2 separate regions of the Macaca mulatta genome follow, and region 2 is linked to region 1. A link is a contact called in public Hi-C data. All regions are on one chromosome and are shown on one strand. The core of a region is the stretch at or near the end of the contact, and the rest is flanking DNA. Distances in the headings are between cores, read along the strand shown.

Region 1 (3,603 bases), core at 214-2,713:
TTAACTGCTTCCCATTTTTAGTTCTGGCAGCTCTCTCCATATTTGTGGAAACGATTTATTGGATTATCAATGTAAGGTATTATCTGTCGACTCACTGCTAAAATAGATCAGGATTTAACTAACACTCCTCTCCACCTCTTCCCTCTTTCCGAATTTCTAACAGTTTATTACCTTATGTTCTAGAGATAATCTTTCAATTATATACTTAAACCTCGATTTTTTTGTTTCGTTGCTCAAAGTTTGCTAGATATTGGCCCTGCTGTCTTCCATCAGCTGCAATTTTACCTTTACGTCAAGGTTGAGAACATTGACCTTCAGGTCTGTCATCCTGCTTAAGAGTTTCCGTGCTTTGTCTGTAAGATGGTGCTAAAAGCTTTACTCATGAGCAGTATTTGCTGGGTTATGTCGGTGGAGGACAGCGTGCTCTGCCTTGCTGGCTACTAAGTGCTGGGGCTGCAGCCTGACCCCTCCAGGTGCAATGCCACGTCCCCAGATGCTTAACTTGTGGTCTAGAGGTACCTTTTAAAAATCGTTGCAACCCTGCTTACAATTTTCCCCCTCCAAGTGGACAGCTTCGGGCATCCCTCACTGCCCCAGATTCTCAACGGGGTCTGGCGCCCACCGTTTTAGGGAGCGTAATTCCCAGAGCTCAGATGTCAACGAGACAAGAGCTACCGCTCAGTGGGCGTTTTCTCAGCCCTAAACTCCCGATCGACTCCGAGTCTCCTTGCCGGACCCGGAGCAAATCTCAGAGTCAACATGCGAGAAGCGGCAGCCGGGCGGCGGACCTCCGGCTTCCGGCACCCTCGCGCTTCCCGCCGGCACGAAGGACGCCTCTCGACAACCGCCCGCCTCTCAGAGGCCGAAGTCCTAGGCCCTCCGGCCTGCGCTGCCTGTCCACGGACGCGCTGGCCTCGGGACACCCACCAAAGCGGCAGGACTCGCCTCCGCCAGCTCCACAGCCCGGAACCTAGTACGCGCTCCTAGGAGCCGCACAGCGCAGATCAGGGGGCGGGCTTTCGGCCGCACCCCTTCACTGTTTCCCCGCCTTCTTTGTTTATTCGGGGCCCGTCATTGGCTGCTTGGCCTCGAAACCGGGCGAGCCGCGGGTCTTTGGAGAGACGCTATTGGACGAAGTCCCTGTCGCTCGGCCAGCGGCCCGCTCGCGATTGGTTGAGAAGCCGCCGGGGGTTTGAATCGCATCCCCGGCCGGGGAGGGTTCTGCCAAAGTGCCACGTTGGGCCCGGCGGCGGCGTGAAGACCGGCGGCAGCGTGAGAACCTGGCTCCCTACGTTCGCGCCGTAACGCCCGGCCGTTGGGGCCGTTGGGAGGCGCTAGGCGAGTCGAAGCAGCCGGCCGGTCGGCGGCGGTCGCCGGCGGGAACGGGGCTGAGGCGGCGCGGCGGAGCCTGGGCGGCGGCGCGTCCCGCCCGAGGGCGGCTCTGGCTGAGGGCGGAGGGGCCGGGGAAGAGCCCGGGGCAGCGGCTGAGGCGGGACGGCGGCGGCGGGGACCGTTGCCCCTAGAGGACCCAGCCGAGATGCTGGCGGAAAACCTGGTGGAGGAGTTTGAAATGAAGGAGGACGAGCCGTGGTACGACCACCAGGACCTCCAGCAAGGTGAGGGCGGGGGCGCCCCGCGGGCGGGCGGGCGGCGGCGGCGGCGGCCTGGCCCGGGAGGCCCCCGCTGCGAAACTGTTAAAAAGTTGCTTTTTCTGGCGGCTGAGGATGCAGGTGCCGGGAAGGGCTCGGGCTCACCTGGCGGCGGGGCCGGCCGTGCCCGTGGATCCCGCCCGCAGGAAGCCTCGGCGCGGGGCCCACGGCCCTGCTAATGCGCAGTTGAATATCAGACCCGAGGCGCATGGGGGCCAGGGACGCGCCAGGCACCGTTTTAAGCGCTTTCCGTGGATTAGCTAGTTTAATCCTCACTGCATTCCTCCGAGGCAGACCGGGTGAGCCAGTGTGTCCCGTAGTAAGTGGCAGAGCCCGAGAAGCCGCCCCCTCGCAGGCTGTGTAGCCCAGCGCCTTTCTTGGCCAGCACGGAGGGCCGGCTGCTGCAGGTGGTAGTGGTTTTGCGATGTAGCGGGAGCTGTGCGCTCTGCGCCGTAACTCTAGGAGACAGTAACTTTTAAAAAATTGATTAATTTTGAGGGTACATAGTAGGTGTATCTATTTATGGGGTACGTGAGATGTTTGGATACAGGCACGCAGTGTGAAATAAGCACGTGATGGAGAACGGGGCGTCCATCCCTTCCAGCATTTATCCATTGAGGTACAAACAATCCAATTACACTGAGAGTAACTTTTGTTATCCCATTTTCCAGATGAGGAAAGCGGAGGTTGAAACGGTTGAGTGGCTTGCCTAAAGCTAAGTGGGGGAGGGAGTGGTTTTTTGAACCCACACACTCAAAAGGAGGAGTTGTAGTCACTCCTCAAACCCCCATCCCTTCCTTACCATCCTAGTTAACAGTTTTTTTTCAGTTGGGAATTAAGCTGTTACGCATAGTTCACCAGATGCCAGTTGAAATGACAGAAGAGCGCTTCTACCTCTGCCACTTTTCTTCAGTTTGCATGCCAGCTTTCACTTAGAAATAGGCCTGCCGATGGTGTCTCCAGAGAACAATCATAGAGCAGCCAACACTTTGGGGCCAGTGGGGCCCCACTTTTTTTTATACTAATAGCAGGAGCTAGCAATTGGGGAACACTTTTGATGTGCCTAACACTGATAGGCCCATAACAGAGTTGCTCATTTATCTCCCAGTAACACAATAGAGGTGATAATGTTGGGGAGTGCTAGGGTTCCCCTTAAGACTCGAGAGCAAACATTCTTAACCGCTATACTGAACACTGTGAATAATCCTCAGGAATTTTTCCCGGCATCTTTGGTTTCTGCAATTCTATGTAAATGTTTTCAGCTCTAATCTTGCAGTGAAAATTAACATCTCATTTAGTTAAATATTGAATGATGCTGATGCTTGTTCATGCTAACCACTGAACATGGCAGATGCTTGTTCATGCTAACCACTGAACATGGCAGATGCTTGTTCATGCTAACCACTGAACATGGCAGAAGGAAACTGTGTAGACTTGAGTAACTCAGAAAAGGAAAATAAAACGAGCACCTCTTTTGGAGGAAGATAATTTCTTAAATTAACATGCAATCACTTTAACCAAAGTAATTCACCTTTATTACGCTTATAGAGTCCAAGCTGCTTAGTGGTTGCAGTGCAGTGTTTGGTGGCATCATCTTTATGTCCAAAGGACACATTTCTCATACGTTTTAACAAACCTGTTTTCAGATTTCCCCATAGGGATTGATGGCCTAGTTTGATAGTTTCTCCAGGATTTGTGAGGCAACCACTGTGCCATTGCAGTATTTCCCTATAATTTAATTTGTATCATCACAACTAAATATTTTTCTTTCCTGTATTTAAGAAGCATAGGCCGGGTGCGGTGGCTCACGCCTGTAATCCCAACACTTTGGGAGGCCGCGGCGGGTGGATCACAAGATCAGGAGTTTGAGCCCAGCCTGACCAACAAGGTGAAACCCCGTCTCTACTAAAAATACAAAAATTAGCCAGGCGTGCCTATAATTAGCATGTGCCTG
Region 2 (3,386 bases), core at 828-3,327, 80 kb before region 1:
TGAGGCGACCACTTCCGAAGGCGGTAACTGCAGCCCTCCTGCCCCTCTAAGGTGGTGCCGGAAGGACCTCTAGGCTTTCCTGGCCTTAGTCGTTACCTCTGGACCGTCATCCCACTCCACGGCGGGACTTTGACCGGGTCGTGCAGTTAACTCCGGGGGCGCAAAGAGGGGAGTCATTCCTTTTGTGCATCCTGACACACACACAGGTTCTTCCCGGAGACGAATGCTGCCAGTACTGGTTACCCGCTCCGATGCGTAGTTTCCAGTTTGCATTTAGAACCGACCTGCTAGACTCCCGGCCTCTCCTCTCCCCTTCCCACCACCACTACCCGCCTGCCCCGTTCCCCAAGCCTGAGAAGTTGCTGGCTACGTGTTTCTATAAGGAATGAGTGAAAATTCTGCCTTTTAGGGAAGCTACCGCAGCTTGGGTACCCACAAGTAATGTTTTAGATGTATTGATGGCCCTGCCCAAGAATGAAGACCTCAAGTTAGACTCCTTGGCTGACTTGTTTCCTTGAATTAACAAGGAAAGGTGGACCCAACACTCAGAGCGAACTCAGCTCTGGGAGCAGTGTTTAACCCGGATATTTATTTGATCAGTTATAGCACGAGAAGACCTAGCAACATTTCAGAACTGAAGGGTTAAGTACACTGTGTTCCTGTGACTGCAGTTCTTCCTGCTGATAGCCACGCCACAATTAAGGAGTAACATATTTCGTGGGGGTCCCTAACTTTAATACTTTACTAGGTTTGTTTGGAAAGTGCTTTTAACTGCACCAGAAATAATGTAAATGTGTCTAAGTTCAAAACAAAAGAAGTAAACCTTTTGGTTAATTCGATGTTGCGCATCAGAGATTTTCATTTATGAAACAGTGGGGTGGTGAGCCACAGATGTGGAACAAAATCATTCTTTACCCAACAGCTTTTTTTTTTTTTTTTCCTTGACACTGAGTCTCGCTCTGTCTCCAGGCTGGAGTGCAGTGTGGGACGATGCCGGCTCACTGCAACCTCCGCCTACCGGGTTCAAGCAATTCTTCTGCCTTAGCCTCCAAAGTAGCTGGGACTACAGGTGCGCACCACCATGCCCAGCTAATTGTTGTGTTTTTAGTAGAGACGGGATTTCACCATGTTGGCCAGGATGGTCTCCTCTTGACTTCGTGAGCCGCCTGCCTCAGCCTCCCAAAGTGCTGGGATTACAGGCGTGAGCCACCGTACCCAGCCCAACAGCTCTTTTTATTAGCTTCTAAGAATCTCAGCTGGCCACCTTTGGCTAACAAAGATATCTTGTTGCCTAATGTAACAGGCTGTAACAACAAACAAAAAGGCAGAGGGTGGGTGGGAGGCGGTATTTTGTGTTCTCTCCAATATACTTCCTGACTGCTTCCTGCCAAAACCCCAAAGAGCCCAAGCCTTACTAAATCTAGTTCAAACCTCTAGTGGTCCTGGCCCAAATCATCAAAAAGGAACTACGGTAGCAAGTCCACTGTTTATTTACCATGTCACCTCTCCTTCCTGTCTCTTAGGATCAGTGTTAACAGACAAAGCAACTCTGTCACAAAAGGAAGCCTTCATCTTTTTAAAGTGGGGGTGAAAGCAGCAGGAGTGCATAAAATGGCATATTTCCTTTCTGAAGACAAAGGAGACAAAAAGGTATGCCCCAGCTATAGAGTCAGACCACATAGCTGTAGCTCAGAGACTGCAAAATGTTTTCAGATGAACAAGCAAGTAGATGGCTGCTGTAGTCAGAAGGATTTTGGGGTCAGTTGACTGCCACGAAGCCTAACAGCTCAAAGGAGCAGATTTTGTTTTATATCTGAGCAGCTGGCCTGGAAAAAATAAATCACTCATACATTTAAAATACTCTATAATAACCACAAAACACTCAAACCCATGCTCTTTACATTTAGCAGGCACAGGAAGAAACCAGAGCATCCGATGATCAAATGATTTGCCTGAAGGTAGCAGAGCAAATTCAATAGCTGACCTTTCCGTAGAACTTGGTATCCCAGCTCGTGGTCTTTCGATCCATCTAAGAAGCTTTGCTGTCTCTTCTCAGAGAGCCTCTTGAATTACAAATGAGGAGGAAGGAAAACAGCAAGAGTAAATATACGAAGCAGAAGTTCAGACTGCCCATTGGGGACTGCCCCCTTCCTTCATCTGCTAGAATGTCACTACCATATATTAAAACCTCAATTATCCATAATGGAGACGGGAAGAGGCAAGATAACACAAAAAACCAAATAGGAGCCAATACTTGTTCTAACATGATCTTGAGATGCAGTCAGTGATACTCAAAAGACACACAAATGACCCTCTGCACCAAACTCTGCTGATTGACCCTAGGTGTCTAGCTTGGGTCACAGCCCTGCACACAGGCCCAAAATTTTGGCGGGATCACTTTCCTATCTAGATCTCTAGGCAAAGGCTTTATGTTATTGTTGTTCTTTGAAGCTACAAAGTTTGGCATTTTCATATTCTCTTTTCAATTACGAAGTATCATGTTAAGAGAATCCATAAGCAGAGGGTTTGGATCTATACAAAACCTATTGGTGATTGTTATCTCCTTGAAGAGATAATGATTTAAAAAGAAATCATATAGACCAAGCGGGGTGGCTCATGCCTATAATCCCAGCACTTTGGGAAGCCAAGGCAGGTGGATGGCTTGAGCCCAGGAGTTCAAGGCCAACCTGGGCAACATAGAGAAACCCCATGTCTACAAAAAATACAAAAATTAGACAGGCATGGGGACATGCACCTATAGACCCATCTACTCAGGAGGCTGAGGTGGGAGGATCACCTGAGCCTGGGAGGCTGAGGTTGCAGTGAACTGAGATTGTGCCACTGCATGCCAGCTTGGGTGACCCTGTATAAAAATAAAAATAAAAATAACTCATATAATCACTCTTTTTTTTCCCGGAGATGAGTCTTGCTGTGTTGCCCAGGCTGGAGTGCAGTGCCATGATCTCGGCTCACTACAACCTCTGCCTCCCAGGTTAAAGCAATTCTCATGCCTCAGCCTCCCGAGTAGCTGGAATTACAGGTGCCTGCCACCATGCTCGGCTATTTTTTGTATTTTTAGTAGAGACAGGGTTTCACCATGTTGGCCAGGCTGGTCTCGAACTCCTGACCTCGTGATCCGCCTGCTGTGGCCTCCCAAAATGCTAGGATTACATGCGTGAGCCACTGCACCTGGCCATAATCATGTTTTTATGGACAGATATTTTTTATGCTTCTTAATATTCTTTTGTATATCTTCAGAGAAAGATACAAGTTTTTCCCAGTATATTCAATAGAATGTGCCCTGTAGTTATTAAGCAATGAGCACCTCTAACAAAATTAGCAAATGTACTCAACAATTTGTTTAATTAATTAATGTAGGAGATTTT

The links. A called contact is a pair of places that touch in the nucleus more often than the background predicts.
Region 2: a Hi-C map of blood shows a contact between it and region 1, with 2.5 times the contacts expected there. The contact joins the promoter of METTL9 here to the promoter of CDR2 in region 1. A contact is called at or near these places in 2 of 14 Hi-C or Micro-C datasets (blood and fetal cortex germinal zone).

Annotation. Positions count from the first base shown.
Region 1 is chr20:21,842,422-21,846,024 of T2T-MMU8v2.0, reverse strand. CDR2 (cerebellar degeneration related protein 2) reads left to right here and starts at 1,463. Exons shown (of 5, transcript NM_001260929.2): 1 at 1,463-1,616. The coding sequence starts at 1,538.
Region 2 is chr20:21,922,774-21,926,159 of T2T-MMU8v2.0, reverse strand. METTL9 (methyltransferase 9, His-X-His N1(pi)-histidine) reads right to left here and starts at 2,077. Exons shown (of 5, transcript XM_077986521.1): 1 at 1,985-2,077. The coding sequence starts at 2,029. It overlaps LOC144338113 (a long non-coding RNA gene), which reads left to right and starts at 71. Exons shown (of 3, transcript XR_013411941.1): 1 at 71-641; 2 at 1,524-1,650.